Linked DNA regions of Mus musculus: regions 2, 3, 4, 5, 6 and 7 are each linked to region 1. A link is a contact called in public promoter capture Hi-C and targeted proximity ligation data. All regions are on one chromosome and are shown on one strand. The core of a region is the stretch at or near the end of the contact, and the rest is flanking DNA. Distances in the headings are between cores, read along the strand shown.

Region 1 (3,654 bases), core at 257-2,756:
GACCTGGCTGCCAAGTTTTGTTGTTGGTTGGTTGGGTTTTTTTTGAGACAGTTTCTCTGTTTTCCCTGGCTGTCCTGGAACTCACTTTGTAAACCAGGCTGGCCTCGAACTCAGAGATCCGCCTGCCGGGATTAAAGGTGTGTGCCACCACGCCATCTTTGGCTTTTGTTTGTTTTGTTTTTTGTTTTTTCGAGACAGGGTTTCTCTGTATAGCTCTGGCTGTCCTGGAACTCACTCTGTAGACCAGGCTGGCCTCGAACTCAGAAATCCCCCTGCCTCTGCCTCCCGAGTGCTGGGATTAAAGGCATGTGCCACCACACCCGGCTCAACTCCTTACCAAGTCCTAGATTCCAGTGAGCCTGAGCATTCCAAGGGAGCTAGAACTATAGGTGCATACCTAGTACCAAAGTCTTTTTATATATGGTTCTATATTTGAGTCAGGGTCTCACTTGTGCCTTCGCTGCTTGGAAGTCACTTTGTAGTCCAGGTTTACCTCAAACAGATACCTCCCTGCTTCAGCTTCTCCAGAGTGATAGGATTAAAAGCCTTGCCCAGCTGGAACATAGTTTTTAAACCGTGTAAATCCTTCCCTACCAGTGTAAAACTACACGTTGGTTGTTTTTGGTAAACATTTTATGTTTCATTTGTACAAGTGGTGTGACCCTGTGTAAACTTAATGAAAAACATTGGTGACTTTTTCTATAGGTTGGATTTTGGTGACTGACTGCATTTTGGTTCTTATGTGGCTTCCTATTTTAATCATACTCTAGGTGCCTTCAAGACAATAACTGGGACTACACCAGATCTGCTCAGGCCTTCACTCTTCTCAAGGTAAAGTATGGGAATTTTTTTTATTGCTAAAAATGGATCTCTTGAGCCTTTAACAAGGGTCAGATGAAGGCTGGGTGTGGTGATACTTGCCTTTTAATCCAGCATTTGGGAGGAAGGAGGGAGCCAGATCTCTGAGTTTGAGGCTAGCCTGGTCTACATAGAGAATGCCAGGACAGCCAGGGAGTCTACAGTAGCTGGGCAGGGAAGGTGGGAGAGAGGTGCCTGGTTCTACTTACATTTTATCTTTCTGCAGGCCAAGGGAGAGATTCCAGAAGTAGCGTTTATGAAATGATCACAAGAAAAGTCCCCTTGTAAATAGCCCCTGGATAATATTGTCTGGCTGTCATCTGCCGTCTCCTGTCCAGCCCGAGGCCACCCTGTAACTGTGACTGAGGAGGAAGGGCTGCTTCATCCTCCTCACCTACCTTCTGGAAGACTTAGAGAAGACTTCCGGAAGATTGAGCCTCATGGTGCCAGGAAGCCAAAGCTTACTTTGTAGAGCTGACACTAAACTACCCGAAGGACTTAGGTGCTCTGTGTACTTAACCCCAGGATTCCCTTTACTTTTTAAGATAAAGAGTGATATTGTAGTTTGTGTCCCATTACTGGCTTGTTTCCCTCAATGCAGGAGGGGTGGGCAAGTTCGCCGTGATAGGAAGTCCCGCCCCGGAGACGGAAGTGCGCCGCCATGGTGGCGTCTGTGCCGCTGCGGAATGTCAGCCACCTTTTGTCTGTGCTGCGGTCCCAAAATGTGCCCCGGTATTTGCAAAATGGCGTCCCACGGGATGTGCTGCTCTTCCGGCACGAGCGGGGCCGCTTCTTTGCCATCCTTGGACTGTTTTGTGCGGGTCAGGGCATCTTCTGGACCTCCCTGGCTGTTGCAGCCTTGTCCAGACCTCTGAGCCGAGTACCTGCGGAGGCTCCGAACCGGAGCTACCAGGACCTGCGCTCCGCACTCTGGCGCTACGGGCTGGCTGTTGGTTGCGGCACGATGGGTAAGCGCTTGGGCTCCAGATTGCTGTGGGGCTGTGAGCACAACGCTCACTTAGCAAAAAGGGGCTTCCAAAAAAGTAAGTGGGACACACGATATGGGTGCGGTGTAATAAAGTCCCTGAATGCCTTGCACCCTCACCCTGCATACAGTAGGCCAAGATCTGCCCCTCATACTAGCCACGAGCAGGTTTTTGAAGCCACAAATGCATTTTCTCCGTTTAACAATAGAGCTGGCTATCTATAAAAATGTCGATGGGGTGGGGGACGTGGCTCAGTTTGGTTTCTAAGACTGCTTGCCTAGTATGCATGAGGTCTAGGGTTTAGAACCCAACACTGCCTAACATATATGATGGCATCCAGATGTAATCTGGATTTGGACAGAAGATCACAAATTAAAAGTTATTGAACATATAGCAAGCTTGCAGCCAGCATGGAATAATAGACCCTGTCTGTTTTTTCAAGACACGGTTTCTCAGCTCTGGCTGCCCTGGAACTCACTCTGTAGACCAGGCTGGGTCAGAGATTCAACTGTTTCTGCCTCCCTAGTGATTGCGTGCACCACCACTGCCTAGCTACCTTTCTTAAAAAAAAAAAAAAAAAAAAGGATTTAGGAACCTTTTAGAGTTTTAGAGTGTAATTGCTCAAAACTGTTACTTCCATTACAGTAATTTGACTCTAAGGGGTGGGGGTGGGGGTGTCTGTATAACCTTTTACCCCACTTTGCCTCCCTGCAGGAGTCTTGGTCCTTGGTGCTGGTCTCCTCTACTCACTCCGATCTGTGCGGTCTGTCATGCTCCTTGCAGGAGGGCAGCAGGTGACATTGACCACCTATGCCCCCTTTGGCTTGGGTACCTGTTTCACAGTTCCCTTGAACCAGATTTCCTGCATGGCTCACAGAGGTGAAGTTCCTGCTATGCTGCCTCTGAAAGTCAAAGGCCGGCGCTTCTACTTCCTTTTGGACAAAGCTGGACACTTTCCCAACACTCAACTCTTTGATAACACTGTGGGTGCCTACCGGAGCCTGTGAAAAATGGCTTACCCTTCTCAGACGATGCAAAACCCTTAGGGATGAGGAGACTACCAGGACAATAAAAAGGTGCCCAGAATTCACTAACAGCCAATAAATCTCTTCCAAAAGGCTTGATACATGCCTACTTAAGCCATCATTCTGTCCTCTCTCTCATCTATTTAACATCAAGAAATCCATGCCATGATGAAGAAAAGTAATATATTATTTTGGTACAAAAAAGTTTAAGGAGAAAACTGAGGTTTCTAATATAAACAGGGCTGTACAGAGACAAGAGGATTAAAAGCACTGGGGCATGGAGGTTCTGGTTGTAGAAAGCACTTGAGTATTCTTCAGGAGTGAGACTGGTGGTGCCCAACAAGAGCATCTGTCTCAGAGCTCCACTCTTGGTCACCCCTCTCTTGGGGCTGGTATGATGTGGCTTTAAACTTGCACTGCATGGCCTGGAGCAGCAAAGCCAGACACCACAATATCAGATTCACCCAAGAAGAGGTCTGTGAAAGAGAACAGGAGTATGAGGTGGGAAGCCGGCTCCAATCCAGTCCTACCCACACAACATTGATCAGACTAAGGTGACAAGCCCCATAGCTACTTTGAGCTTGTGAATGAAGTACAGCCAAGCACATATTACATGGTGAACACGCTTAAGCTACAGTTGCTTAATCTTAGCGTATCCCTGTGTCTCACTTCAGCAGTATGTAGGTTGGAGTAAAACTGCACAGCAGTTCCTGAAGGTGTCCATGAGGTTTTCTGGGCTTCAGAGCAGCTGTGAAACAAGGTTAAAGAAACAAGTTGTGAGAAGG
Region 2 (3,749 bases), core at 1,020-3,519, 1.9 Mb after region 1:
TTGAGTCTCTCCATGTGTACTCTGGTTGGTGGTTTAGTCCCTGGGAGCTCTCGGGGTACTGATTGGTTCATACTGTTTCTCCTATGGAACATCTTGGATCCTTTATTCAGTGAAAGGTCTCTTGTGAAGTCACAGAAATGGGGAGGAAGCACCAAATGAACAAACATTAGTCCTGGAAGATGGACGGCTCATATAGGAAAGACTCAACTGAAGCCCCAGGACCGAACAGGGCAAGGAAGAGCAAATGAAACTAAAGGACCAACAGCTGCTTTGATGGGAAGGTAGATGCCAGAGGACTGAAGACACTGTAGGGAGATGGAATGCTGGGCTGGCTCAGAAAAGGGTGTAAGGGCCGTGCAGTGGTGGCGCTTGCCTTTAGTCCCAGCACTTGGGAGGCAGAGGCAGGCGGATTTCTGAGTTCGAGGCCAGCCTGGTCTACAGAGTGAGTTCTAGGACAGCCAAAGTACACAGAGAAACCCTGTCTCGAAAAACCAAAAAAAAAAAAAAAAAAAAAAAAAAAAAAAAAGAAAAGAAAAGAAAAGAAAAGGGTGTAAGGGTCCTCCAGTCCGAATTTCCTACTTTCTATATCTAGAAATCTACAGTAGGGCAATGAGGGTTTTGATCTTCCACCTGCTAGCGAGTGAGTTCTGCAGAGGAGAGTGTGGGGCTACAGCAGTGAACGGAAGTGGAGAGGTATGCTGGGTGATAAACAACAAATGTCATGAGCCATGAGGGCTGTAGTAAGGGGATTTATCCTGTGTGTAGTGGTTTCAGAGATAGCTTCCCAGGGATGGGAAGGAAGAACACCTGTCTTGTGACAGTAGCAAGCGCAGCCTCTGCCTTTTCCAGGCAAGAAAGCTGCCCTAAGGAGTCTGAAGGTCCTTAGGACTCGATGTGTAGGTACAGAGAAGTCACATTCATCTTTGGCACTATGCTTGCTGTGAGCTTGACTAGATAATAGAATGGGCCCAAACAAGATGAGATACAGGTCCAAATGTAAGTCTCGGTTCAGCCACGTGGGTTAAGGTAGAAAGATGGCTGGCCAGTTGTTATGCCAACAGCTAGTTGTTATGGCAGAATAACCTCCATAAAAGCAAGCAAGCAAGGAAGGAATGGTTTATCTGGCTCACAGGTGCAGCCATCTTGGCAGGGGAAGCATAGAGAGCCAGATGAATGTTAGCACTCACTTTATGGTCTTTGTATTTGGTCCGGCCCATGTGACAATGCCACTCACATTTAGGATGGGTCTTCACAACTCAGTTAAATCCTTCTGGAAACAGCTCTGACACACACAAAGGTTTATTGCCTAGGAGCTTCTATATCCATTCAAGTTGAAAATAACAATTAGCCATGGCACCACAACATCCAAAAGTACTTGAACTTTTCCTCTTACTGCAAATTAAGGGTCGGGGGACCAACAAGCATCAAACACCCGAGTTAACGTTTGCTCAGAAACTAAAAGGAAAGTGTCTGTGAGAAGGCAGCTAGCATCCAGGTCATCTGTGCACAGTTTATCTGTGGTCACCAATGCCAATGATCTTGGGATCAGCACGAGGCAGAAGCGAAGGATTTAGTCGTGCTTGGGAAGTACAGTTTTTAAAAACTAGTTCAGCCAATTTTTCTTATTCCTAGAAGTCTTTACACAGACGCTTGACTAATCCAGACTGGGTAGGGTTAGGCGGGGCTTGCTACCAGAACAAGGTAAAACTCGAGCCTTCTTTTCGCTTCCTCCCAACTAGATCTTTCTCAGTTCTATCATTTTGCTCTACATTCTTCAGCCTAAACCTCTTCTAGCCTGAGCCAACTTCGAAGCCTGAGCCCAAACACTGAACCTTCTAGTTCTGCGCCCCTAGCTCCCTTGCCACCTGCGCACTGCTTTCTTACCTCCCAGGTGAGCTAGGAAGCTGTCCACTCAACCATTTGACTCCCAGCAGGTAGCTTGTGGGTTCAAAACAGGCTAATGTCCTTTGGCAAGGAAGCAGACTAAACCACCAATACACTATCCTTACCATCTAGTGGGCTTGGGGAGAGTCAAAACTGCCTCGCTTCAGTGCCCTGGGTTTGAGTGTCCACAAGTCTCACCTACTGAGAATTCAGATTGGATTCTATGGAAACTCAAAAACCTTGTTCCTGAAGTTTCTTTCCAACTTGGTTCGAAGCCTTCAGTCATTCTGTGGAAAGCGACTCCCAAACCCAGGCTGGGGGTGTGGGCCGAGGGTGAAACCCCGCCCTCGGGGTCCCTGATCTTTGCTCCCGCCCCAGGCTCCACGCCTCCCGGAGAGGCACCGGCGGGCGGCGCTCCTTTTGTGTGTTTCTTTCCAAGGTGCAAGGACCCCCACCCCCACCCGCCTAGGCAGTCCTCCCCTAACCACCAGCCCTCTTCTCGTCGTCCTCAGTCCCTGCCAGCTGTGGGGGAACCAGATCGCTTCCAGGAGGAGGGACAAGGTCGGTAGCCCCCTCCCCGGTGCGGGACCTGAGCCCAGTAGAGTCCAGGACCTCTGCTGCCAGTCATGTGGGCTAGACTGTTGCTCCATGTCGCCTACATCTTGATCCCGTTGCTGGGGTCTTCAGCCCGAGGCTATACCGGGAGGAAGGCGCCAGGGCACTACTCTGCGGAGAGGTAAGAGCCCGGTGCCTTTCAGCGGCCCAGCCTTCTAGCGCCACTGCGTGGAGCTGGAAGACACTAGCATAGGGCAGCTGCTGGACCTGTAGCCTCTGTGGCGAGGGCACACCAGGGGTCTGGACAAAGAGACAGTAGTTTGTGCCAGTTGGGTGGCCCTGGCTGGGGACTGCTCTGGCTAAGGAATCTGGGAGATGGAGATCGCGGCTCCAAGGAATCTTGTACTATGGGAATAGGCTGACCCTCTGGCTAGGGAACCCCAGCACATGCCAATTGGTCTCAACTGCCTGGCTTTCTTCCTTGGTGGTGCGGGACCCCCTCCGTTTCTGCACACGTTGCTTTGGGGTTGGGGGTTTTCTCAGTGTCTCTTGCTCTCTGCACCCGGTGGACCTTGGAGCCACCGGTGGCTCAGGGTTATGCTTTGGTATCTGCGCATGTGTGCACAGGCCGGGGAGGCGGGAGGCCGCAGGCGACAGGCGGGAGGCGTGTCTTTCCAAACCCAATCATTTTCCCTAAGTTTGTCTTAGTCCTCTACCACTAAGGGGTGATGAGGGAGTGGTGATCGTGTGTGCGTGATGCTTATAGCAAGGGTACACGTTGTCAGCGGGTGGCCTGGCCCACGGCCACATCTTCCCAGGGGCGCTCAGAGGGGCTGCCCTGGAGGAAGAGCTTACCGCCCAGCACGTGGGTTCTGCGATCTCTTGCAGTTCCTGCAGATCTCCCACCACCTGTCTCCCTGGCATCACTGTGCCACACACGAAAAGCTCCTTGGGGCTTTCTGGTGGGCACCCTACCCTTGCCTATCTGAAGTGGAACTCCACCAGCTTCCACAGGCACCCTACCATTTACCACTTCGATGGCACCTCACGCCCCTTTCAGAGCCCCCTTTGGCTTAGCTATTAAGTTGTTCTGTAGATCCCAGCTGCCGGATTCTCTGCCTCAGCTGTTGCTATCATCGTTTCTATGTGTGACATCACTGTTGGTCTGGTTTGTCTTCACTGGTTTTGACTTCTGAGAGGAAAAAAGGACTTGGCCCTAGGGAAAATCCCCAGCAAACTTTCCTGTACTGCTATGGTTCCCCCTAGGTTTCCACATTTGACCCAGATTATTAACCCTAAGAGCCAGGCAA
Region 3 (3,574 bases), core at 41-2,540, 1.8 Mb after region 1:
TAGTAAATAAAACCCTTATATATTTCATGCAACACTCTAGGAACTGTTTCAATCACAGATGTTATTAAAATCTTATAATAACCTCATAAGGTAGAAAATCAATTCTTATTTCCCTCAATTCCTAGATGAGAAAACTGAGGCTCAGCAAAGGTAACTAATTAGACCAAGATTCCACAGCTGGTAGGTGGCAGAGTGGTATTCTAAGAGGCACTATACAACCAGCCTATTTCATAATTTATAGAGTGCTATCTAAGTAGGTGAGAAATATGTCCTCATAGAAATGGACAGTGTCACATACAGAAGGAGTTGAGAAGACAAAGTACTCTCCTAGAGGAACTTTATAAAGGTTATGACAGAAACACTGAGGCAGCAAGTGAGGGGAGCATATTTATAACTTTACTTGATCCCTGGACTTGAAAAGCAGCCATTTTAGTGCATATAACCCTCATTTTGCAAAGGTTCTGAGGGGTCCGGAACCCGTCCACCTTCCGCGGTGGAAAAGCCCCGTGGTTTTCTTTTCTTTTCTTTCTCTCTCTCTCTCTCTCTCTCTCTCTCTCTCTCTCTTTAAATATATGAATGTAACTTCTCTGGGCTTGAGTTTTCACACAATATCTCTCTAGGTACCAGCGCCATGATAATCTTGTTAACCAAGAGAATTTACTTTAATCCTCATAACAATCTGCAAGGTAGGAAAGAATTATCCCCTGGCTATAGGCAAGGACGCATAAATAGAGTCATTTCCTCCAGCTCGCAAATGAGTAGAGTCAAACGCACCACTTGGTAAGGCTCTACCAAGGGCATCCGTTAGGCAGAAACGCCCCTCGCTCTGGCTACGCGGTCGAGCACCCTCCAGTTTAACACGGTTTTCCTCACCAGTCCCAATCCGCTCACAGACCGAAAGGCCTCGGCAAAAGACTCATAGCAAAAGCAATAGCAACACAAAATTCTGACTTCCAGCCACTCTATGATCCCCAGCATCTACACGCACCTCAAGGAACCGACGTCGGTTGTCATGGGAACACTCGCTCGGCTTCCGGAAGCTGGCTTTAAATTCCGGAAGTAGATTGCTAATTGCCCGCCATGTTAGGGTCTTTGCTTTCTCAGGCTCTCCCTGTGACCGGTTCTTCTATCTTGCCTCGCTGAGGGCCGACCCTAGCGTGAGGTTGTTAACCCCAGCATTTCACCTGTCTCTGGACGGGGTCTGTGGTTAGAGACAAGGCTGATAGGACGCAGCGCTCCTAGGAATCGGACCGCTCAGGAACGCGCCCCTTAGCTTGCAAACCCCATTTCCCAGACGCCCCAGCTCACCCCCGGAAGTGGCCGAGCCTATAAAAATCTCACTTAGCGCCCTCTGTAGCGGATGCCGTGGTCTGCAGACTTGCTGGAAAGTCAGTTCTCCGAGGTTCAAGAGGAGCCTAGGGAGTGGCAGCTCTCGCTGACCGGCGGGTCCCAGAGACCTGCCCCCAAGGTGTCCCACTGTGTGGCTAAGGGTGGGATAGAACCCGGGCTGGGAGAGCCGGGTTATGGGTTCCAGTGGTGGTTCCGCCGCTTCCTTGCTTCGCTCTGTCTTACCTCGGCGTTCAGCCTATTTTTCCTCGTAAGAATTGGACACTTTTCCGTGCCCCTTCCATACCGCAGGTGGTGTTCGTAGAGGCTCTCACGCTTTTCAAAAGGCGTCTCATCTAAGACTTGCTAGAACCAACCTGACTAAAGGAGTCACCGTCATACCCCCCTTGCACCTGGAGTAAATCTGACTGTCCGAAGGACGAAGGACCGGTCTGTGAGCACTTGTGCTAAGGTGGACTTTATTCACACTCCTGAGTGGAATATTATTTGTCACTCACTCCTGAGTCCTGCCGTTTGGAGGGGCTGCCTTTGGAAATGAGTTCTGGGAACTGAACACAGGAACTGGGTGCCTGTACCAGGCTTGCCATTTGCCTGACCGAGTTACTCTTCTTTGGATCCCGGCGCTGCAGTACTTTTGAATTGTAAGATGCAGGTTTATAGGATTTGCACTCTAAATCTGGTCCCCAGAATTCTTAGTGTCCCTCCGTCTTTGAGGAGGAAACAACTAACTCTGCCCTTTGGTCTTTTTGTTTGTAGCTCTAACTTCTAAAAGTAACTGTGTTTGGAGTACAGCCTTTTCCTGAGAGTAATGGAAGGTTCACTTCTTAACCCAGGGACTGATTCTGTTTTAGCTCAGCCTATGAGAATCCTTTAGCCAGTGAATTGAGGAAAACATTAAATAGAGGTTCGGTACACTTCTTAAATCAAGGTAGATAAACTACACCCCATACATCTAACCCTGAGTGGCTTTTACATATTTAAACTATTGGGGCAGAGGGATCATATTGTGTGAAATGTGAAAATCATGTAAAACTTAGACATCAGTGTCTGTGGTGTTAACGAGGCACAGCCATGCTCATTTGTTGAGATACCCTTCCTGGCTACTCTTATATTACACCAGCCAAGAATGAATATAGTTGTGACAGAGGCTTCAAGCCCAAACAGCCTAAAGAGTCTGTGGACTCCCTCCTTGAGCATGGGGCTCAGCCAAGCAAGGACAGGAGACCCGGCAGTGGTGAGCATGTCTGGTGTCTTAGTACAAACTGCTCTCTCAGTGCAAGTGAGAGCGTAGTCTCAGCCTTTGCCTGCGTTCTTTTCCTTGCTTTTGCTATTTTAGGAAAAGAGAGGGCTTATTTGTGAACTGTAGACAGCAATGTAACTAACTTTCCGGCCTTCTGTCAGAAAAGTGTCCCATCTGTTCTAAGCCTGTGGCAAAGTGCTAGTCCAGGACTTGTAACTGGAGTGATGCGGGTTGGTTTGGAATGTTTTGCCTTTCCTTTTCATCAAATGTGTCTGTATGTGAATGTTATGTGTATGCAGGTTCCTGTGAAGGCCAGAAGTAGGTATTTGGTCCCTTGGAGCTGTGAGCTGATGTAGGTGCTGGGAACTCAGCTGTGGTGTGCTGCAAGACCAGTATGTACTCTCTTAACTTCTTAATGGCCAAGCCTTCCACCCCCACACCCCTGCCTTTATTTTTATTTTTTATTTTTTGGCTAGGGTCTTATTTAGCCTGGGCTTATGCTCAACTACAAACATGTAGCAGAGGTTGGCCTTGAACTTCTGATTCTTCAGCTTTTTACCTCTGGAATGCTGGGATTATAGGCGTGTACCACCACTCCCAGTTTTAAGCTTCAAGATAGAAAATATGTAGAGTTTATTACAAGGTGAAGGTGGGGCACGATCCAGAAATGAAGTAGACAGTGTTCAGAGAGAACATTGTAGAGAACTCACTCTTAAGGGCTGAGAGTGGACTATGGGCAAAGGGACCATTGTCTCCTTTTTCCTTTTGTAAAAAAATAAACTGCAGAAGCCAACGCTGTCAGGTGACTGGAAGAGTGGAGGTTGTGTTAGGCAGTGGACACTTGGTAATCCCAAACCTTTTTTGCTCTTGCATGAATCAAGGAGGCAGCTCTGAGGCTGGGTGATAAACCTCCTAGCCCTCAGCTCTTTCTCAGAGATTGCTACTAACTAGAGTCACCCACGAGAGCCCAGCATCTGCTGCAGGTTG
Region 4 (4,081 bases), core at 740-3,239, 1.8 Mb before region 1:
ATGGTGCTAAGGACAGAACCTAGAGCCTCCTGTAAACTAGGCAAGCATTCTACTAACCTCAGCTATAGCCCTTAAATAAAATGATGTCCCAGGAAGAACAAGGAAATTCAAACTTCATATTGCTGACTCAAGCAGCAACAGACAGGCTCAGGGCCTCCTGCATGCAGCACTGTACCAATTAGTGCCAGGCCCAAAGGGTACAGGGCAAAGGGCACAGAAGCAGGGGGTGGGGGTAGGGGCTCACCCTGGATGGTCCTCTTGAAGAAGGCTTTGCAGGCCTCACAGGATGCCACACCGTAGTGGTAGCCAGAGGCCACATCCCCACAGACCAGGCAGAGGCGTTTGGGTAGAGAGCTGAGCACTAGCTTCCCACTGCCCTGCTCACCAGACCCTGCCCCCTCCCCATCCTCCTCCTCCTTGTGCCCTGGAAGGCAGCGGGCTGGAGCTGGACCAGAGGCCAGGGTCACCGGGGGTTCAGTCTCAGTCTCTGAGGAACCCTTTGGACTGTCAGGACTGGCTGGCTCTGCCTTGATGTAGAGAGGCTCGATGCCCACCACCTGGCTGGACATGGTGCTGGTCACCTGCAGGGAAAGACCATCAGGGTCACAGGGAGGCACCCTGCCACATAGGTTGGGCAACACTGGGACTAAGCCAGGCTTCCAGGCTCAGCCAAGGAGAAGGAGGAGGCAGAGTCCAAGGAAGGGCTGCCCATGAAGAGGGCCCCCAGCTGTCGCCATGGGAACAGAGTCTCCAGAGCCTCTGAGGCCAGTAACTGACAGCAGGTCTTCCTCTTGGGAACCTGGGAGCGGCTTGGCAAGTCTAGCTCCCACCCAAGCCAGGAAGCAGGCTAACCTCAACCTGCAGGCAACTCTCAACCCCGAGCATAAGCATGATCCTCTCCTCAGTTTTCTCCAGATGTACTCCAGGAGGTACTCTCAAGTATTCAAGAGCATACTGAGGAACCGGGAGGGGGCTAAGGGGGGCCAAGGGGGGCGGAGGCAAAGGATATGGCCACTCTCTCAGGAGTTTCCACATGTCCACACATGCTCACACTCTCCTGGGAACCTTCCACTCACACATGGCCTTTAACCAGTCCCAAGTTCTCACATACTCCCAGCAAAAGAGCACACTCAATAAGCAAACTCACACTCAAGTCTTCTAATCCCTCACCACACTCTTGTAAGGGAGTCTCTCACCTCTGACACGCCACCCCCTCCAGCTTTAGCAAGCCCAGTCCAGCCACGCCGTGCAGGGCGCGGCTCCACCTCTTTTGCACCCCAAACCTGCAAGGTTCATTCTTACACTCCAGCTACCGCAGAGTTCACCACCTCTCGCGACCTCCAGGGCCGCCCCCCACCCCCCATTAACCTGCGCACACCTATGGGAAGTTGCCTGAAGTTACTAATCTCCCCTCCCCCCATTGCCCGCGGGGGACTTCTATCAGGTTATCAGGAAGTAAGAAGAGGCGACAAGGAAGAAGTTCTCCCTCGCGCTACGATGACCTATGACCCAGAGAGGAGGGTGGCCCAAAGCCCCTGCAAGCGCCCCCACGTGGCCTCAAGGGACCCTTTCAATTCCAGCCCACCCCGAGGACTCCCGCAATGCTCAAGGATCGATCTGAACGCTGCCCGGGGACTCGCTCCAAGGCCCGAGGCTAACTGGAGGCCAGGACCTGAAGCCAGTCCTGACCCGGCCGACGCACCAGGCGCGACCCCGCCCGCAGCCCGCCCCCCGCCCGCGCTTGCACATGGCCCCCGCCGCGCCCGCCCACCCCCGCGGCCGCCTTCCCCTCCGCCCCCGGACCTTGGGCTCCGGCAGGGCTGGCGGGCAGGCATGGGGGCCGAGCGGCCCGGAGCGCCGGGGTGAGCGGGGGCCGCCTCCTCCGGCCGCACCGCCCCGCCGCGCTGCGTCCCCCCTCACTCGGCGGCGCCGCTGGCTGCTTGTAGGACACAAAAGGACATCGCGGCTGCTTCCTACTCCGCTTCCTCCAGCTGACAGCGGAGGCGGGGCCGGCCTGCGCATGCAAAACAGGGGGTGGGGCCAGGTGCCCTATGCTAATATCCGAGGGAGGCGGCGGCGCCTGCGTACCCGGAGGACAGCGGGCAGGCCTTGTCGATACACACGCGTGCGCGGCCTCCTGTGGGCGGGGCCTGAACCTAGGGGAGGAGCGAAGACTAGGAACTGGTGCGGGAGAGAAGCCGGAGCACCCTTGCATCACGAAGGAGGGCGGTGCTCTGCCTTATAAGAGTGGGCGTAGCTGTTCAGTGAACTCACTCTGTGAGGGCGTTGAACGTGTATGTAAATGAAAGGCGGGTTTATGTAACTGCATATGCATAAGGGGTGGGGCCTAACAGGGTGCTGCTCCCCACCCCACCCCATTATGTTGATGGGACACTTGACAGATTTGGTAGATCAGCACCCCTGAGGACCCTCAAGTGGAGAAGCAGACCTAAAACATGCAAGTAGCCCTGGTTTGCGAGTTCCTCAAAGGCAGAGGTGAGACACGAGCGGACAAAACTCAAGGTCACTGCGGTGACCGAATGAAGGTCACGGGGAAAGGCGGGGCCACGTGCGTCCGCCTCACGCAAGCAGCCACGCACTGACTCTGGGACCATGCATAGACTCTTTAATTTCTCTAGGATTCAAATTCCATGCAGATGAGGTTGAGCTTGGGTTCGAGGGACCGGAAAGGACACGGAGCGGACGTCTCGTCGGCCACTTGAGCTGGAGGTTCACTGATCCAAAAAGTACAGCCTCTTGTTCCTGCGCTTCCTGATCCCTTCGATGTATCCCTGCAGCTCTTTAGTCATGAAGTGGTTCCTGCCAATCGTGGACCTATATGCTAGGGAGAGGGAAGAGCTGAGCTCAGGGCCATGAACAGCAGCAAAGGGCTTCCCCCATTTGAGGAACCACAGGTGATTTGAGGTGGCATTTAGTGCTGGATTTGGATCTGTGTTAGTTTGGGGAATTTTGGGTCTCCTAGGTGCGATGTGAAGAATGGAGGGGAAGAAGGCTGAAGAAGTTGCTGCAAGCCTGAACAGAGGCAGTGAGACCCAACCTCCTCCTGAGCCGCTCACTCTAACTAGTTATCTGGCCCTTTCTTCCCTCTATGTGCTCATATACCATGAGCAGAAGGTTACGCAGATAATCCAATATCCAGTACATTTACCCAAAAAAAATCCCGATGTGTCACAGCTCCCACACCTGGGAGTGAAGCAAAGCTACCCAAAGGCTGTCACTCCACTGAACAAGCAGAGAAAACAGACTTGCTAGAAAGGGGCTTATTTTAAGTCCTCTGAGTCACTCACTCCATTGAGTCGGCCTGTGCCTACTCTCTTGACTTTTAATTTTTAGGGCATCCTTGTGAGTGCTAAGGGGATCTGACAAGACTACATATCCTGAAACTCCACAGCCCCAAGCCCTGCCAAAGCCACCAGGATCTTTTGTGGAAGCTGGGGTGGGGGTGGGGGTGGAGTGCTCACTGATGAGGGCTTTTTTGAGAATATCCAGAACTTCAGTCTCCATGAGCTCCATCAGAGGCAGAGGCAGCTGGAAAAGCAACAAGAGACTCAACCAGTTCCATGGAAAGCTGAAGTGGTCCCCACATGACCTCCCCAGCTTGCCTGCCCCACTTTCCTGAAACCTGCCCATCTGCTGCTGCCCACTACTCAACCCCAGTAGTCTCCCCAGTAGTATCCTCCAACCCTGTTCTGCTGCTCTGTCCAGTAGGTTCGATGTGGCTTCCATAGGCTGAATATTAGTGATTCTGAAGTAGACGATGCTGGAGAAATGAAGAGAGAAATCGGTCTTGGTCAGGCTCCTGGGTCATGGTGGGAGTGGGGTTCAGGGAATAGCTGCAGCTACACCCTGCATCAAAGGTCATAGGGGACACTGGTTTCAGCCCTAGGCTTTAGAATCCCACCCGGCTGAGATCCAGAACCAACTGTCCCGCTGTGTGAGACTTGGAGTCATTCATAGGAATTCCCTCTTGTGAGAATTGTGTGCCCTCTGAAAGTGTATTGTTGGGAACTGAATGCAGGGCATTGTATAAACTACGAAAGAACTCTACCAGTAAGCTATG
Region 5 (4,093 bases), core at 1,458-3,957, 1.7 Mb before region 1:
AGAGAACGGGTGTGGGTATGGATGTGTGGATGTGTGGAGAGTCAGGGAGGATCTGGGAGGAGTTGGAGAAAGGGAAATGTAGTAAGAGTATATTGTATGAGCTGGGCGTGGTGGCGCATGCCTTTAGTCCCAGCACTCCGGAGGCAGAGGCAGGCAGATTTCTGAGTTCGAGGCCAGCCTGGTCTACAGAGTGAGTTCCAGGACAGCCAGGGTTACACAGAGAAACCCTGTCTCAAAAAAACAAAACAAAAAGAATATATTGTATGAAAAATATCTTGTTGTTGTTGTTGTTTTTCAAGACAGGGTTATCTGTGTAGCCCTGGCTGTCCTGGACTCATGGACTTGCTCTGTAGATCAAGCTGGAACTGGTCTCCCTGCCTCTGCCTTCAGAGTGCTGGGATTAAAAGATGTGCCACCACATCCAACTAAAAAACAAAATCTATTTTCGCTTAAGGAAAAAAAAAAGTGAGGCTGTAACTAAGGTGCACTGGGTGGCGGGGCTTCTACTTATCCAGAGCTCCAGGAGCTAAACTCAAGGACATAAAGTTCAGGCACTAAGGAGAAGGCAGCCTTCTCAGGACCCAAGATGACTTTTCGGTGGAACCTTGCCTTTTCCTAGAGTCCCCTACTAAGTCGTTGGCTGGAAGGATGGAGGGCAAAGTGAAAACCCTTCAAGCCATCCACATCCTAAACTCTGGAACCTGTGAAGATGGCCTCTGGCAAAGGGAAACGGCGGCTATAAACCAGCTGATTGTGGGCAAGTACTGACTGTCTCCTGGATGCTGACGGGGCCCGGCGTAACCACAGCCTGGGAAATGGTAGATGGAGAACCAGAGAGCATGGTCCACACCACATGAAAGACAGGAGCAGCCTGGGCTCACTGCCAGGCTGCTGGAGGATCTACAGGAAGGGCCCGTGACCTCTGGAAAATCCTGGGACAAGCTCCCTTAGAGCTTCCAGGAAGGGATGAAGCCAGAGGCATGCAATTCTGGTGACTCACGTCAGATTCTTGTCTCAGAAATAAGCTGAGAAATCTGCATTGTTTACGTTGCCAGGTTGGTGGTGAGGTTTCAATAGGAGGGTCGTTCGCTTTGCTCTCTCTCCTTTTTGTTTTGTTTCCCAGGAACTAAATCTTTATTTGTAAAGTTTAGGGAGCAAGGCCTGGAGAGATGGCTCAGATATTAAGGTTCACAGTAACAATTTCTAAAATTTTTTTTAATGTGTTTGGGTGTTTTCCAGCCTGTGTGGCTGTGCACTACTCCATGCAAGGCCAGAAGAGGGCGTGGCATCCCTTGGAACTGGAGTTACAGAAGATTTTTGAGCCACCATGTGAGGGCTGGAAATAGAATTCTGGTCCTCTGGAACAGCAGTCAGGGATCTTAACTGCTGAGTCATCTCTCCAGCCCCGGGATTTAAATCCCTCCCCCACCCCCGCTTTCTTTTTAAATAAAAATGTAGAGTCTCACTGGGTAGCTCTGACAACCAGCTCTCAGGTAGGCCAGGCTGGTGTGGAACTGAATATGAAGTAGTGGCTAACCGGGAACAGGTTACAGGCATATGTCATTATGGAATATGAGGAAAAAAAAAATTAGCCGGGCAGTGGTGGCGCACGCCTTTAATCCCAGCACTTGGGAGGCAGAGGCAAGCAGATTTCTGAGTTTGAGGCCAGCCTGGTCTGCAGAGTGAGTTCCAGGACAGCCAGGGCTACAAAGAGAAACTCTGTCTCGAGAAGAAAAAAAAAAAACAACAACAACAACAACAACAACAACAAAAGAAAAGGAGAAAAATAAAGAAGAAAAAAATTATCCTTCTTAGGTCACTACTCTAGTGTTTCTATACACCCACATTTATAGATCCATATTCTCTCTCCTTTTCTCCTTTTTTTTTTTGGTTTTTGGTTTTTGAAGACAGGGTTTCTCTGTGTAGCTCTGGCTGTCTGGAACTCTCTGTAGACCAGGCTAGCCTCGAACTCAGAAATCAGCTTGCCTCTGCCTCCCAAGTGCTGGGATTAAAGGCATACGCCACCACTGCCCGGCTCTTTTTTATATTGATTGTTAGACTGACCTATTGACTGAGACAGGGTCTTGCTATGTGGCTGCCTTGTAAGTCAGGCTGATCCTAAACTTTCCTAAGATCCTCCGCCCTCACCCTCTGGAATGCTGGATTGTAAGTATGCCTTACCATGCCTATTTGACACCTAGGTTTCTTCCTGTCAAATCTCACTAATGTCTTGTGAGCTGCTGTGGAATTCAGTCGGCGCTGCTTGGCTCTTGGAGCTTAAGGGAGGTCGAGCTCTTCAGAAAAGTTGCCCCACCCTAACACATAGGTCCGCGGCACCTATCACCCCCGCCCCACCTTGGCAGGCTGGAACGTGCAGCTGCTGTGGATCAGAAGCAGAGCTGGGTGATGCGGAGGCACCAACACAAGTCCAGGTCTCTCTATGCCTACAAAACACGCGATAGGACCGAGTTTACTTATGAGCCACGGCAACTAGGCGGAAAGAACTAGAAGCCGACTTGGCGGGAAAACCCACGCACGGAGTGCCTTGTCGAATCACCGAGCTTCGGAAGGTTGGCTGCAGCCACACTCGGGAGGACACAGACAGGCTGGGTGCGCACGTGTGTGCTACCAGTGCGTGAGCGCAGTGGGCCGGGACGGAACTACAAGTTCCAGGGTGCCCAGCGGCGCGCCGCCCGCGGTCTCTAAGCAGGTCGCCACGGGCTGGCACGCGCCACTCTCGTCCCAGAGTAAATAAGGGACCGAGCGCGACTCTCCGGAGCACCGTAAATAGAGTCCGAGTGGGCGGGGAGCCGCCCGGCACCGCCTGCTCATGTCGCTGCAGAGCCAAGTGTCCGGCCGCCTGGCACAGCTGCGCGCGGCGGGGCAGCTGCTGGTCTCCCTGCGCCCCTGGCCCGGCCGCTCGGCGGGTGGCCCGCGGCCCCGTGGCAGTGCGTGCGGTCCCCTGGTGGCACTGGGCGAGCACGGCTACTGCGCGTGGCTCTCGGCGGGAGTTGGGGCGTGGGGGGCGGCGGGGCGTGGAGCCTGGGTGCGCACCTGGGCCCCCCTGGCCATGGCCGCGAAGGTGGACCTGAGCACCTCCACCGACTGGAAGGAGGCCAAATGTAAGTGTGAGCGCAGGGCGTGGGTCTCCCCGGCCGAAAGGCACTCCACGAGCAACTGAGACACTCGGGAACCCCTTTAGCCCACATCCATACCCAGCTCCTACACCAGGTTACCCCTTGACTAAACGAGTGGGGAAGGCGGCCTTACCTCAGCAATGGTCCCAGGTAGTCCACACCCCCCACACCCCCAGATCCTCTGGGATCTGCCACCTTCCTCCATGCATGCACAGGAGGGAAACTGAGGCTTAGGGCCAGAGTTCACTTCCCCAAGGTCAGGCTGGGAGTGTGCAAAGGCAAAGTGTAGAAGCTTGGCCTATCAGGTAGGGTCAGGTAGCCCCAAGAATGGCAGCTCGGGGGCCTCTCTGGGAGTATGGTAGGTGCCCGTTTTGCCCTCCTGCTGGCTTCTGGCCCCTTGCCAGCACTTTGCTCCTTCTTGAGGGACTGGGATCATAGAACTTGGAGAGCAGGCTGACATCGGGCGTGGGCTTGTGAGAATCACTGACTCCCTCAAGAATGAAAGTATTTCTCCTCCTGGACGGGCATGCCAGGAAGGGGCCACGGGTCCCGGACGACCTAGTCGCTAACTGGAATGCAAAGTGCAGAGCCCCAAATAGCCCTGAGTGGCAGTCCAGCTGCCCCTGCCTTTCAGCGCCAGTGCTTCCCTTATTATTCCGGGCCGATCCTCCTCCCAATGAGCGGCTAAGGCCATTGGCTGGGCTGCTAGTGGGCGTGACCATGGGGGCTGGGTCAAGCGGGGTTGAAGGTAACCTCAGATTGGTTCCTTTTTAGAAAAGAGAGCTCTCCCTTGTTGCAAGTCTGCCCAGGATCCTAAAGCACTTGACAGTCTTCTTTGGGAGCAATCAGAACTTGCCACTCCCTCAACCTTGGCCGGGAGTTGCGGGGCTCGTCCAGAATTCCAGCAGAGGGAGTTAGTGTTCTTCCTTAGAGTCCTGCTTACCCATGGAGAGCAG
Region 6 (3,686 bases), core at 797-3,296, 1.8 Mb after region 1:
AAAAATATGTATATCACAAGCCAAATATGGATACTGTACTGTATAAATCTTTCTGACTAATGCCAATATATAAAAAAAAATTTTTTTACCTTATTTTTCTTGCTTTTCTTTACTAGGTTTGAGCACATTGGCAAGTGTTGTTATTGTTTTGGTGTTTTGTTTTATTTTTTTAGCTAGGATCTATTTAAGATCTATTTAACTACGCATCCCTGTCTGCACTGGAATTCATTATGTCTAATTGAATGCATAGCCATCCCCTTGTCTCTGCCAGAGGGTACTGGGATTAAAGGCATGTGCCACCATGCTCACCTTAGCAAGGTTTTTGGTCCTCTATAATGACTTTTGTGAATTGACTGTTAGTATCCCTTACCATTCTCTCCCTTAGGTTTGTATTTTCGCACTAGGATGATATATTCTAAGTAATCAGCAGTTTTGCTCTGTTCTCTGGTGTCTAGGAACTTCTAGAGAAATCCTTGTTTAGAGAAGCGGAGGGGATCTTGAGCTCTTTAGGAATGTACTGCTTTCCTCTCTCAGAGCAAGGAGAAGACGCAGGCACTCTTGTGGCACTCAGGCAGCTGGGAGGACTGGTCTAAGATCAGTGCTACTGCCCGCTTCTAGCCTCACTCACAAACACACAGGTAAACCTTGACCTAGAATATGAAGCGGCAGCTTGAAGCCTCAGGGAAGAAGCAATGGTATATACATTACCAGATCCACTCTGATAGTGAGCCTAGGTTCTTTGTCTTGTTAATCAAGTTACAGGCTCCAGCATGTCTCATAAGCAATGGAAATATTTTCTGAACAACACTCACCGAAAAACAATCGTATGACTTCAATGCCAAGATAGAGCAGCAGCATCACCACATCCAGGACTAAGTTGGCTGTTGGGTACGGCAACAGGAGCCCTACAGGAGGGAAAGCCAGAGTATGCACACACCACCTAGCTAACGGTCAGCCCCACGGCCCCACAAGGATGGACGGCCACAAACCCGGGACAAGGATACCAACCAGTCTTAACATCTCACAAATCAGCAAGGTATAGATTGTTACAGCTACAGGCTTTAAGTTTCCAAGTCCTGACTCTGCCAAATGACTGAATTATAATGGTACACAGATCTGAATATTTTAGTAAAGAGAGATGGGGAAAGAGTTGGGATGGAGAAACCCACATTTCTCAAACTCAAGTCTTGCTGAAAGACATCCTATTTGATCATTCTAAAGCCATTAGTTGGAGAGACTTCTGCCTTGCAATGGAGATGCCGCTAGGACCAGAAGATAGAAGGTTCTTGGAGTATGCTAAAGTGGAAAAGGGTTGCTGGGGCAGAGGCAGATAGGCCCAGGCTTACCTTTGTACAGGAAAATAAGGAGCTCCAGCAGGAAATAGGTAGCATAGTACCACCCATTCAGAAAGAACAGGACTTCCAGGGGGGTTGAGGACAATCTTTTATCTGAAAGAAAGCAAAACAAAGAATGGGCAGGGCAGCTAGAGCTCTACTCTGTTCTGTGTGAAGGTTCTTTGTAATCCGGAGAAATCACAAGATTATTGTGAATGAGGGAGAAACTTCTGATTGCTAATGACGTGAGTGTTGGTGTGGCAGGAACTGCCTTCAATCTCCTTTCTCAGGAATCACTTTGACATCTACTTCTCTGACAATTCAGCTATAATCACAGCTGAGAGGCACCTCAAATATTCAACCCTGTCACTTCTGAGGGGGAAATTGAGGCACAGAAACTAATTCTGTCCAAGGCGGGAGGATTCATAACTGAGCCATCCCAGAATAGGGCCAGCCGGGGATTTTTAAGAGTACGGTATTCGAGTACCCATGCAGGCACTCGGGGTGATCAGAACAACCCAAGCCCGATTTAGACAAGTGAAGAGTAAGACCCCGACTTTTAGAAATGGAGGATTAGGTCGAGCTCTGGAGACAGAGAGGTGGAGGGGGCTGGCAGGTACCCGTGGGATAAGGGGCAGAGACACACACCTCCAGAGTCTCACCTCGCGGCGCCATGTTCAGTCCCCATGGAAACTGCGTACACTGCAGCGCCCGGAGCAATGCGGCGCTGCCGGAAGCGCGGCACCGAGCCGCCCGGTCTTCTGGCCGCTCTGCCTGCCGGTGCTACTCTATGGTTACCCCACCGGCCGCGCCCATGCACAGAACAGCGCCAGCCGTCAACCACCTACAGTGGTCTAGGGGGAGGATGGGGTTTTAAACGACGGCAGAGAGACCAGAACACTTCTCCAGCTGAACTCTCTCCATCCCCGGCGTCATGGCGTAGGTCGTTAGTGGCCCGGTGTGGCCGAGTAGTTGGAGGATCGGCCCTGCGCCCACCATTCTCTTTTCTACTGCATGTGTTTTTTTTAAAAACACCCCATGCCACTGTCGTGCAAAAGGCTTACCTGGAGCCTATGTAAACACCAAAACCGTTGAAGATAGAATGTCCTTTCTAGGAGTACAAGGGAAAACAGCGGTGCTATAATGAGATTCTCCTGCGACCCAAAGAGTGCAAGGGTGTTGAAAGGAGACAGCGTCTGGCCAGTTGGAAATTGAGAAATGTTTCCAACAAGCTTGCGCTATGAACGAACCCTGGCCGCAATTTGAAGCAAGAGCGTGTTGTTGCAGGCAGGGGGTGAAAGAGTAAGATTTCTGAAAAGACTCCAGCTGTCAGCCCTTAGAGTATGGCAGTCAGTCAACAAATAACGGGAGAGAGTAAGTAACCTGTAATGAAAGTGCTATTTCCCTACCTAGTAGGAGTGTGGATAAAGGCAGTAATTGTTGCTTCTCAAAGCAGGTCCTCACTCCGGGAGAATAATTTAAGTAGAAGCCTCCCTCCATCACTCCCCACCTCCACCTCTGCTCTCCTTCCTCCTTCACTTCTGCTTGTGCCTTCCACTGCCTTATTCAGGTCTGGTTTAGTTTGGCTAGACAGGTCTCCTATGTAGGCTAGGCAGGCCTCAAATTCTCCTGCCTCTGCTTCCCGTCCAGTACAGGGGTTTCAAGTGGGTGTCACAATGTTCTGGCAGGTCTTAAATGGAATTCTAAGTTCCCACTAAAGGACCACGGCAAGGTGAGGTGATGGAGAAAGCCCTGGTCCCTGCACCCCATCTGAACTACCTTCATACACACCCCTGCTCTGAGTCTCAGAGGAAAGGAGGGTGGACCAGTTGCTTGTTTTTGTAAATTATGGGTCTTAAATCACTCTGCCTAAACATTTTGATATTGTATACACATATAGTTCTCATGCTACAGTGAAAAGTTTACCCATTGTCAACAGAGATGATATAATCTATAGCCTTAATATCACCTGGTTGGTTAAGAAAATGATGCTGTTTCATGTCAGGATGCCACAACAGCATAGGTACCAAAAGTGGACACAGACTAAGTCAGTAACCTGCAGGAACCTTAGAATATGCAGCTGGGTCTCCTGCCCTCTGGGGTCTAACCCAAAGCTTGGGGCTGCTAAGCAAACACTCCCCACTGGGCTTTATCTATAGCCGTGCTCTTACACACTTTTCTTTAGTAAGCCACAAATAAAACTCAGCCCCAGGCTGGAGAGACGGCTCAGTGGTTAAGAGCACTGACTGCTCTTCCTGAGGTCCTGAGTTCAATTCCCAGAAACCACATGGTGGCTCACAACTATCTGTGATAGGATCTGATGGCCTCTTCTGGTGTGTCTGAAGACAGCTA
Region 7 (3,785 bases), core at 1,282-3,781, 1.8 Mb after region 1:
ACTTCCTGCCTCTTTTTTCTGAGCCTTTATGCAAAATGAAGCGCTGATGTCTTCCTGCCAGGCTTTCCTTCATTTAACAAGGGCCAAGGCCATAACACCTACTTAAGGATGACGAGAGTGGCCTAGGTCAACAGACAACAAGCAGAATAAAATGAGCTCCATTTCTTACGCACTAAGAGCCAGACCCATTTCTAAGTATGAATATGTCTAATTTAATTTCCCCAATAACCCTTTGGAGGTAAGATTAGTACAAACAGCAGAAAACTGAAGCACAACAAATGACTGTGCACAAAGTCACACAGCCAGCCAGTGCCTAGACCCTCCAGGTTCATCCCAGCCACATGCTGTTTTCCCAAGTGGCTGAAGTCACAGGCACAGGGTGGGGAAAGAGGGATCACTGAGTCTCCCTCCAAGAGATTCCCAATCATTCCTGCACCAGAGCCATGCCTGTTTCCCAGTAACACAAGGGAAAGGAAAGGCAAGAAAGGGGAGGTACAGACTAGGCCACTAGGATTCTAGTCTGATCAACACTGTGCGGCCAGGCCATGTGCTAGCAGGTCTTAGTCTGCCATACTGCAGATGAGGTTGGCGAGAGGAGAGACCCGGAGAAGTGAAGCCTTTGGCATAGTAGTAACACAGTGATGGGCACGAGGCTGAAATCGAGCCCAGATCTGTTCAAGATCAGTTTTAAAGCAAACCCCGGGGACACTGAGAGCCTCCCACATTGCAGTTCCCTGCTCTGGGAGCAGCCCACACATGCCCAGGCTGAGGAACAAGGGCCCGATCATTCCTCCAGGTTCCCTCCTTGACTAGCAAAGTGACTTATCACACAGCAAGTAACTTGTTGTTCTGATCTAAATGCGTGCCTGAGATCCTAGCCATAGGGGTTTCAGGGTGCCTCAGGTTAACCTCAGACCTGGCTTGGCCCAGTGCCCCGCCCACAGGAAAGGGAACGGGGATTAAGCTGGAGATACAAAATGAAATTCTTGTCTTCTGAACCCCAAGAGGCAGCATCGTCTCAGATGGGGACTAGAGAGAGTCCGGGTGTCCAGAGTGGGGTTCCCCATGGTCGTCCCTCTATTGTGGCTCCCACAGGACTCACCATGGTGGGAAAGTTCTGAAACAAGCTGAGCTCACACTTCTGCTCTGAGATGCCGCCGGGTGGACGGTCCTGACTGCTACCAGGTCTGAAGTAGAGACAGCAGCACCTGCAGGAGTGGAAAGGACTTGAGTTGCTGAAGGTATGGGCAGCCGATTGGCAATGTCATGCCTCCCGTGCCTGTGCCTTAAGAATTAGGGAGCTGCCTCAGACTTTGATCCAAGTCCAAACTCTAGTTCGTGGGCTAGGAATGGAGAGGAGCGTGGGGACTGACCAAAGTTCACACCCCCACTTAGCCAGAAGGCAGTGTTTGGAATCATGTCCAGCTTAAAGCTGGGAAGGAGAAAATGTACAAAGACCTTTACCTTTCTGGCTGGCCACACTAGTAGTGAGTCAGCTCTGTGATCCTATTTTACTTCTGGAACACAGACTGAAAGCTCTAGTGAGTTGTCTAAGATTGTGTTGCTGAGAGTTAGGACTTGAGCCCATGTCTAGTCTTGCTACAAAGCCTAATGTTTCCCCTTAGTCAACCAGTTTCCCAGAGTCAAGTCGAGTGCCAGCTGGGGAGGTACAAATCATCTTCAGTTCCACCTGGTTCAAACCTAGCTACACTGATCTCTGCCTCATTTGTAAAATAGGGAGTTAGCTCTCCTCCTCCGGCATTCTGGAGATGCTTCAGGACTAGGCTTCTGCTGCTCCTCCTTTGGGGTTGGGGACATGGAGGCTGTCTGATGAAGCCTGGGACCTGCATCTGCGGGGCTGATTGCACTAGTCACCTGGGTGTTTAGGCTCTTCCTGTGAAATTCCTGCGTTGTATTTGAGCTTAGAATTTGTATCGCAGTAGAGGCACTAATAGTGCTATCAAGTAATTTAGTGGAGAGTCCTTTCGTTTCTGGAGAAATTAAAAGAGGTGAGCAAACACACCCCCAGGTGATGTGTGAGGCTGGGATGATTGTTCTAAAGTCAGTTGAGGGCATTCGAGGGATCAGGAGGAGCTCGAAGAATTAAGCAAAGGAAAGCACGATTCTACTCTGGGATGTGCACAGATGGTCACCTCTTATCCCCAGTCTAGTCCTCCGCAGCCCTTCCTGTTTTAAAAGAGGGAAAACCCCGAGGACGCCTGGAGCTATGGAGGAAGGAAGGAGGCAGAATCTGAGGAAGGGGCGCGGATCTGGGCTGGGAAGCCAGCAGGCGGCCACTTAGGGCGTAGCAGACCAAAGAGGAGGCCAGTTCTGCCTGCGTACCGGTACTCTCGCTCTCATCCGGGTACTGCGACCTCTGGCGGTTAGGAGAAGGCGGGACCTCAGGGGGCGGGGCCTCGCTTGGTTGGCCGCCTCGGGCTCCGTAAGTCCTCCAAGAGGCCAGGTGAGGCCGTCCCGTGATCCTCTGCGCCTGGCCTCTCTGGCCTGCAACGTGTCTCAGGGGCGGAGGCAGCAGCCACGGAGTTGGCTGCGTGAGGGTGGGGGTTCTCAGTCTCTTCGCTCGCGCCCGTCTCTCTATCGTCGCTCTAGGCGCCCCACGGGCCAACCCAAGGCCTCAATATGTCGTACAACTACGTCGTAACGGCGCAGAAGCCTACTGCAGTGAACGGCTGTGTGACCGGTGAGATTGCCCCGGCCGGAGACCCGGGCAAGGGAGGGATCCCAGGCCTAGGGAGGCCAGCGGCCCCAGGGGCGGCGGGAGCAAAAACTTGGGCTCCGGGAATGGAAGGCGCTGGCAGTCGCGGAACGTCCCCCTTAGCTCGCGATCTCAAAGGAGCTGTTCCCACCACGCGCCTTTTGGGCAGCGGAAGCAGCTATTCTGGGTCCTTTTTTGCTCATAGGAGGTCACTTGTTATTGAGGATTGGTCCAGGCCTGATGGGACGGAGAGCGAAGTGTGAGTTGTGTGCGTGGTTGATTGAGTCTTCAAACTTGCCCCATGTGGTCAGGGGAAAGGGGAGATGATAATGGGGCAAGTTTTGAGTTCATAATTTTCCGGTGGATGTCCAGGAGGTTGAGGAATTTGAGCAATGTCTGCACCCCCCCCCCCCCGGCCCTCTCCAGACCCACCCTTTTGCCTGGGGCTGTTGTTTACTCCAGGGCGCTGCTGGAGAACAAGGTTTGGTTGGCCCGTCAGTGTGCGAGCTTTGCCTTGTTTGTGTGCGTGGCTCTTTATCGGCAGTTACATCCCAAACCAAAGAACATTCATCTTGAACTCATATTTTCAGCTACTTAAATTCGTGTATTTACGTAAATGCTAATCATTTCAGAACAAAAGTTTCTTGTTCAGAGAGAGCTACAGAGGGCTGGGTGGTGTTGGTAGATTGCTTGGGAGATAAAAGGACAACACTGAAGGCTCTGGGAAATTTTCTTCGCTTTATCTTTCTGGATGGGAACTCAAGGAAACACAGGCTTTCTCCATTAGCGTCAATTACAGTCTGCTGTTGTAATTTAGAAAGGAAAACCCAACAACCATCCGAAGAATTTTCGTGGTCATAGTTTGTTGAAGGCCAGGCTGTTGTTGCCCAGTCGACAGTACATTTTTAAAAGTCTGATTAAGACTATAGCTTTGTTGAGTGTGTGAAGCAAGACATTGAGGTGCTTCATTTGGTGAGGAGGCGAGGTCCTTAGGTAGATTTATTTAGAGGTACCTGAAAGGCCTATCCTCCAGCTTCCAAAGTTAGAGGCTCTCTTCTTTCAGGACACT

Evidence for each region. Promoter capture Hi-C pulls out the DNA fragments that hold promoters and counts their contacts.
Region 2: a targeted proximity ligation map of embryonic forebrain shows a contact between it and region 1, with 6 times the contacts expected there. A contact is called at or near these places in 3 of 39 promoter capture datasets (the 3T3-L1 cell line, cranial neural crest and hippocampal neurons) and 2 of 130 datasets of targeted methods (embryonic forebrain and pancreatic cancer cells).
Region 3: a contact with region 1 is called in a targeted proximity ligation map of astrocytes, with 4 times the contacts expected there. A contact is called at or near these places in 2 of 39 promoter capture datasets (cranial neural crest and hippocampal neurons), 1 of 484 Hi-C or Micro-C datasets (B cells), 4 of 130 datasets of targeted methods (astrocytes, embryonic forebrain, pancreatic cancer cells and 1 more) and 1 of 9 other capture datasets (adipose tissue).
Region 4: a promoter capture Hi-C map of the C10 cell line shows a contact between it and region 1, with 5 times the contacts expected there. A contact is called at or near these places in 1 of 39 promoter capture datasets (the C10 cell line), 1 of 484 Hi-C or Micro-C datasets (B cells) and 1 of 130 datasets of targeted methods (pancreatic cancer cells).
Region 5: a promoter capture Hi-C map of cranial neural crest shows a contact between it and region 1. A contact is called at or near these places in 8 of 39 promoter capture datasets (the C10 cell line, HPC-7-derived erythroid cells, cranial neural crest and 4 more) and 1 of 130 datasets of targeted methods (pancreatic cancer cells).
Region 6: a contact with region 1 is called in a targeted proximity ligation map of astrocytes, with 4 times the contacts expected there. A contact is called at or near these places in 5 of 39 promoter capture datasets (the 3T3-L1 cell line, the C10 cell line, cranial neural crest and 2 more), 1 of 484 Hi-C or Micro-C datasets (B cells), 2 of 130 datasets of targeted methods (astrocytes and pancreatic cancer cells) and 1 of 9 other capture datasets (adipose tissue).
Region 7: a targeted proximity ligation map of embryonic stem cells shows a contact between it and region 1, with 3 times the contacts expected there. A contact is called at or near these places in 9 of 39 promoter capture datasets (the 3T3-L1 cell line, the SN4741 cell line, cranial neural crest and 5 more), 1 of 484 Hi-C or Micro-C datasets (B cells), 3 of 130 datasets of targeted methods (the NIH/3T3 cell line, astrocytes and embryonic stem cells) and 3 of 9 other capture datasets (adipose tissue, liver and pancreatic islet).

What each region holds. Positions count from the first base shown.
Region 1 is chr19:8,769,490-8,773,143 of GRCm38.p6, forward strand. It overlaps Tmem223 (transmembrane protein 223), which reads left to right and starts at 1,507. Exons shown (of 2, transcript NM_025791.1): 1 at 1,507-1,826; 2 at 2,559-2,986. The coding sequence starts at 1,520. The coding sequence ends at 2,851. Nxf1 (nuclear RNA export factor 1) reads left to right here. Exons shown (of 21, transcript NM_016813.2): 20 at 771-831; 21 at 1,085-1,421. The coding sequence ends at 1,123. Tmem179b (transmembrane protein 179B) reads right to left here. Exons shown (of 5, transcript NM_026325.3): 4 at 3,539-3,617; 5 at 3,033-3,345. The coding sequence ends at 3,184.
Region 2 is chr19:10,631,964-10,635,712 of GRCm38.p6, forward strand. It overlaps Vwce (von Willebrand factor C and EGF domains), which reads left to right and starts at 2,270. Exons shown (of 20, transcript NM_027913.2): 1 at 2,270-2,620. The coding sequence starts at 2,511.
Region 3 is chr19:10,576,096-10,579,669 of GRCm38.p6, forward strand. Tmem138 (transmembrane protein 138) reads right to left here and starts at 1,291. Exons shown (of 5, transcript NM_028411.4): 1 at 989-1,291. Cyb561a3 (cytochrome b561 family, member A3) reads left to right here and starts at 1,062. Exons shown (of 8, transcript NM_201351.2): 1 at 1,062-1,988; 2 at 2,887-2,979.
Region 4 is chr19:6,919,819-6,923,899 of GRCm38.p6, forward strand. Esrra (estrogen related receptor, alpha) reads right to left here and starts at 1,990. Exons shown (of 7, transcript NM_007953.2): 1 at 1,804-1,990; 2 at 245-581. The coding sequence starts at 569. It overlaps Catsperz (cation channel sperm associated auxiliary subunit zeta), which reads right to left. Exons shown (of 5, transcript NM_001039494.2): 3 at 3,705-3,781; 4 at 3,483-3,549; 5 at 2,608-2,842. The coding sequence ends at 2,733.
Region 5 is chr19:7,054,061-7,058,153 of GRCm38.p6, forward strand. It overlaps Macrod1 (mono-ADP ribosylhydrolase 1), which reads left to right and starts at 2,708. Exons shown (of 11, transcript NM_134147.4): 1 at 2,708-3,122. The coding sequence starts at 2,831.
Region 6 is chr19:10,553,717-10,557,402 of GRCm38.p6, forward strand. It overlaps Tmem216 (transmembrane protein 216), which reads right to left and starts at 2,047. Exons shown (of 5, transcript NM_001277860.1): 1 at 1,997-2,047; 2 at 1,347-1,448; 3 at 813-905. The coding sequence starts at 2,009.
Region 7 is chr19:10,603,066-10,606,850 of GRCm38.p6, forward strand. It overlaps Ddb1 (damage specific DNA binding protein 1), which reads left to right and starts at 2,532. Exons shown (of 27, transcript NM_015735.2): 1 at 2,532-2,701; 2 at 3,780-3,785. The coding sequence starts at 2,641. It overlaps Tkfc (triokinase, FMN cyclase), which reads right to left and starts at 1,193. Exons shown (of 17, transcript NM_145496.1): 1 at 1,103-1,193. The coding sequence starts at 1,105.